2 separate regions of the Danio rerio genome follow, and region 1 is linked to region 2. The links are chromatin contacts, called in public Micro-C maps. All regions are on one chromosome and are shown on one strand. The core of a region is the stretch at or near the end of the contact, and the rest is flanking DNA. Distances in the headings are between cores, read along the strand shown.

Region 1 (2,882 bases), core at 157-2,656, 430 kb before region 2:
AATGATTTCTTTTATTTTGAGAATAGGCACTTAAGTCTATAGTTAAACATTTCTGTGCTTGCCACCGACATAAACACCATTATATAACCCAACAGGGCCTAGAGCAGTGTTTCTCAACCACACTCCTAGTGGACCACCAGCTCTGCACATTTTCTATGTCTCCTTAACTAAACTCGCCTGATTCAGATCATCAGCAGAGACTGAAAGACTTGTATTAGCTGTGAAAGACAAAGGAGACATCAAAACATGCAGTGTTGGTGTTCCTCAAGGAACATGGTTGAGAAACACTGGCCTAGAGTTGACCCAAGATTTGAGTGGAATTGACTCAATTATGAAGACTATTACTTTACTAGCCCAAATATTAATGAAGGCCTGTTATTGCTATAAAAAAACACATGAAAGCACATCTAACCCACATATAAATTGAGCGCTTTTAGTTTAGTGTTTGTTATGGTTTGTTTTGCTATTTACTTTTGACAATCATGCACATACCTTTTACATGTTCATGTGCCATGAATTATGTGCTTTTTAGCAGGTTATTATTGGCAGAGTTTGAGAATAAACCGTATCAACTGTGAGGAGTCGATTCTCAGAATAGAGGCCTTCGATTCCAGGATCAGGAATCGATTCCAATAACAGACCTACTCAATAGGCTGCTTTACCGATTTTGATCACGGCCACTGTACACACACACAGGTCTCCGAGCCTCACCTGTGCGCTCTGGATTCCCGACACACCACGCAAATAGGCTTTCTGTCGGTGTGGCAGTACAGTTTCAACTCCTCGTGGTGTCGCTCACATTTACCGTCCATCTTCACGGGTTTGGCGGGTGCAGAGGGCCTACATGTCTTCAGATAGTCGAAGTCGCTCAGTTTATCCACCAAGTTCTTCACCAGGTAATTCTTGGTGAAACTCATCTTCGCGAAAACCTGCAAAGAGTACAAACATGCTTAAACGACAGCGAGAAGCTGCTGGTGCTGTGCTGACAAACGGCAAGCACGGAGATTTGTATCTCACGGATAAACGCCGCAAACCACTAACAACATAAACATTTACACTAACAGTTAGTCGGTTTTGGTCATTCTGCAGGAATTAAACGAGAATGTGTCTAGCGTTAAATAAAACTGTAACCAAGCAGCCCGGAATCGAGCAGCGTTTATCAAAACAAACCACGCACCATCCTGCACTCCGGACACTGGTAACCCACATCATCGCCTCCATTTTCCTCCCAGTGCATCAAAATGCACATGCGGCAGAAATTGTGGCCGCATTTTAAAATGACAGGGTCGTCGAAGTAATCGAGGCAAATGGAGCAAACCAGTTCCTTCTGAAGCTCTCCTCGCGAATCTCCGGCGGTGGCCATGTTTCCCTAAACCGTGTTACTGCTTTACAGCGCCACAAGCGACTCTAGACGGAGGAGAGAGAGAGACAGAGCCCATTCTGGACTCACTTCCAGGTTCAGTCACGTGGGAGACAGGGACGAACCTGATTGGTTACACCGCGTACAGCGACTCGGTTTTCGAATCGGTTCCTTCTAACAGTGCAGTTTAAAGAGACTGTTCTACAAATATTTTATTTTTTAAGGTTTTTAATCTTTTAGATGTTATGGACCATAAGATAGGATCAGTGGTGTAAAGTAACAAATGACAAATACTCTAAATACTGCAACTGAGTAGTTTTTCTCGGGAATTGTAAGTAGTTTTAAAAATGTCTATTTTTACCTTCCCTTGAGTACATTTTTAGTTAATTTTACTCTACTACTTTCCTTCAACCTGCCGTCACAACTTTATTTTTTCCTGTCTGTGGGGATTGGAAAAATCAGTCCTGTGATTCAGTCAAATCGCACATAGCTAACTCGCATCTTAATGAACTACCTCAAGACATGGACGATTTATAATTGCAGCAAACTGTTTGAAAGTGTTAAAAATGTCCAAAAGAAGATGTGCAAAAACTTTACCCGCATTGACCTGGAGAATTTCTAGATAGCATATCACTGATGAAATATGATGGATGATGTCAGATTGACATTGTACCCCAACCTCGTGGGGGCATTTTGTTTGGAAATGAAATTCGGGTTAGCGTCAGGTCGATGTCAACGTCCAACCTAAAATCAATGTCTAATAATGCTATAGCTTGATATTGTGTTGGCGTTACCACAATGATGTCTATCAGATTTTGTTTTTCATACCTGACAAATAAATGTCAGTATTTCACAACGTTGGATTTTGGTCACTTTCTAACACAACCTAAAATCAACCAAATATCAACATCATTTGATGCCGTTATTGGACATCCGAATAACATTGTCCTTAGATATTAGCTACATTGAATTTTGGTCACTTGATGTCACAACCAAGTGTGCCGCAAGCCTACGTTTGAGTGAAGGTTTCGGCCGTTAGATCGCCCCCTGGGGGCTGGCTGCAGTACAAGTCATAAAGCCCGCCTCCTCCGTGTTAATGAAGGAGACTTGAGCCCAAATAAAAAAAAATATTACACTTGCAATAAAATGTCCCGAAAGATAGTTCTGGTCGATTAAGGCACTGGTTATTGTGCTGAAATAGGTGCAGATCTTCATTTTTGTAAACAGTTTGTTTTTAGCAGTAATTTAATGCTGGGCGTGTCATCGTGATTGACAGCTGTGATTGACAGTTTCTCAAAGCGCGGCGTCTGAGCTTCGGCAGGAGACTGAAGTAGACTGAAATGTTATTATTCGATTTCTGTGTTATTTTACCATGACAAAATGAGTTCAGCAGTAAACTATAGTTTCTGACATACATGATCCTGGTGGAACACTGTTTATTCGCTAAGTTCAGGGCTTTTTTCGGGCTTTATTAGTTTGCTGATACACGCCTAGCCACCCAGATAGCAAAACACAGTTCCGG
Region 2 (2,758 bases), core at 47-2,546:
TATATATATATATATATATATATATATAGGCTATTTATATATTACAATAATTTAAAATATATTTCCATAAGAAGAAGAGAGGGGAAATGATAAGAGATTGTCAATTCAAATTTAATGTAACTTTTTGTTTTATTGTTAAAAACTAGCTGAAATTAAATGTGTCAGTTAAATGGTGTAAATTAATCAGATTTTGTTCCAATGTACATACTGTCACCCGACAATGCAGAGACTTTGGTGAACAGATCAAGGCAAAGGCAGATTCTGCTTGACAAGTGTATTCAGCGTTGAACTCCACTGTGTTATAAATGTTTCTTTTTTTGCAATAAGTTATCATTTAAAAAGTTATACTGTGTTAGTTAATACGATTTAAAGCATTTTTTTTTCTATTTTGAAATTTTATAAAAACAAATTACAAATTGACTGATGGTAACTTTAATGCAATATAATTTAGCATATTTATCTTCAGCCCACTGCTCTCAATGATATTTGGTTTTTGGCCCTTCATATGAAAAACTTTGGGCACCCCTGACTTAAAGAAAATACATTAGCATACTTTTTCAAATATATTTTCCTCCATATTATTTTGTAAGGTTGAAAATACATTTTCTTGACCCTGCAACAGTGGCGCCCACAAAAAGTTTTCTTACGGGTGGCCAAGTAAGGCCACACCAAATCTTGGGGTGGCAAACAAAAGAATTATGAATTGTGTATATATTGTGAATAATGATGTTATATTTTTGTTTCTGGTAAATTAAATAATGAAGTTTTAATTAATTCTATTAAGTACTCTTGAAATGTTGCAATTTATATAATATAATAATAATTTAGTGGCTGCATTTTATTTATTAATTCATTTATTAAAATATTGTGAATTTACGTAAGTACATTTAAATTAATAATATCAACAACTAAATCATATTGGGGTGGCCACAGTTTACACAAGGGTGGCCGTATCCCACCCCTTGGGGGCGCCCTTGCCCTGCAATTCATTTTAAATATCATTTGGTACATGAAGGTAAAAATGATATGTATTTTAAATTTTTGCAGGCAATCCCACACCCCATAACATATATTTAGCATATATTTGAAATACATTTTAACCAGAACAACATATATGTTTACCGTATGGGATTGCGCGTAAATGTGCAAATATCTATTTATTTTTATCACAAAAGGAATTTGATTTCGTTCTCGACTTTTCCTGCGTGCTCTCAGCGCCATCTAGTGCTCGTGCTTCGCCAAAGCAGCGTTTCAATCCCATCCTGCACCGCGAGCACCGCGCCGACTCCGAGTCCGAGCTGTCTGTCTGCTGCCAGGGGCGGACATGTTGGGGCGGCCTGCTGGAGGACAGTACCACACATATTTCTGAATTTACCCGAGAAAGCGACCGCGGAGCAGAGACGGGACGCCATGGACGCCGTCAACGCGTTTAATCACGAGGTGTGTGCGTGTTCGGGCAGATAAAACGGCTGCAAAATGGCGGTTTGGTGAACACAATCGTTCAATGTGTTGCAAAGGGCCAGAGCAGATGAAGGCCTCAGTGTTTAAATTGCGTAGCTGCATGCTGTGAGCTTGGGTATAGCTGACCACAACACCCCGTCCTTTTATAAATATTAGCCTGAATCATTAGATCTGTGTATTACGATAGGTTTGACGCCATAACAGCAGGCCTGGTTATCATAATAGAGAGCGTGATCTGCTGCTGGACATTTTGCATGATAGTTTCTGCTTTCGTACGTCTGATCTAGCATGTATGAATCACTCATGTGCTGAAGATGTAACGTTATGATCAGACACGGATTAGTTCTCATGTTGTTTACAGTCACCGAATGCTATCTGTGCAGCCACGAGTTTGCAGCTTTTAGTGCATTTGAGGAAACAGCCGTAATCTGTCACAGTTTATTCCTTCAGTAACTTCGTATTGTTCGTTTATGGTCGAGATAAACAATAATGGGCTCAAACGGCTAACGTTAATTATACAAAAATGTGTCCGCCGACGATAGAGATATCAAAATTGTTTCTTAGTTAGACTTGTTTGTCAAGTTCCATGGGGAATTTGCATAAAAATGCCGTCAAATTTAGTTTTGAGCATCTATTTTTGAGAGGATGTTTTTTACTGTATCTTTAAGAAATGCAAATGAGTTCTATTCTTTCTGCCTACTGGAGTTCAACGTTATCAAAGAAAGTAAACATTGAGTTCATGTTGATATGAACTGTTATTTGGTAAAGTTTTTACTTGTTATAAAAGGCATAATTCACCCTGAAATGAAAATTTACTCACCCTCAATAGGTTTTAAACTCTTATGAGTTTCTTTCTTTTCTTCTTCTGTTGAACACAAATGATATTTAGGAAAGACAAATAATATGAATATTGATGGTTTTCAGCTTTCTTTAAAATACTGTCTTTTGTGTCCAACAGTAGAATGAAATGTAAACAGGTTTGAAACAAGTGAAGGGAGCGTAAATGATGACATTCAGTTTTGGGTGAACTGTCTCTTTAAGCAGATATCCCCCTATTAGTCAGCTAAATAATCAGTCATGGCCTTAACACAAACTCAATCACTGTGCTGTTATGTTAAAAACTTATCTGAAATTCATAAATTGATTACTGCAGCTCCTGGCCCTGAGCTGTAGTCTTCTATTGTTTTAGTTGACGTATGTACAGTCTATACTGTAGCGTCTAGGCTGAACATGTAAAATAAAGAGCCACAACATAATAATTTGCCTTTGCCTGTTTTTATTTTATTTTTTTTATTTT

Evidence for each region. Hi-C and Micro-C count contacts between places; a contact is called where the count stands out from the background.
Region 1: a Micro-C map of caudal fin shows a contact between it and region 2, with 4 times the contacts expected there. The contact joins the promoter of trim47 here to the promoter of scaf4a in region 2. A contact is called at or near these places in 1 of 18 Hi-C or Micro-C datasets (caudal fin) and 1 of 4 datasets of contacts at active chromatin or transcription factors (embryo).

The regions. Positions count from the first base shown.
Region 1 is chr10:31,079,354-31,082,235 of GRCz12tu, reverse strand. It overlaps trim47 (tripartite motif containing 47), which reads right to left and starts at 1,406. Exons shown (of 8, transcript NM_200284.1): 1 at 1,178-1,406; 2 at 712-929. The coding sequence starts at 1,363.
Region 2 is chr10:30,653,434-30,656,191 of GRCz12tu, reverse strand. scaf4a (SR-related CTD-associated factor 4a) reads left to right here and starts at 1,296. Exons shown (of 20, transcript XM_690795.9): 1 at 1,296-1,440. The coding sequence starts at 1,411.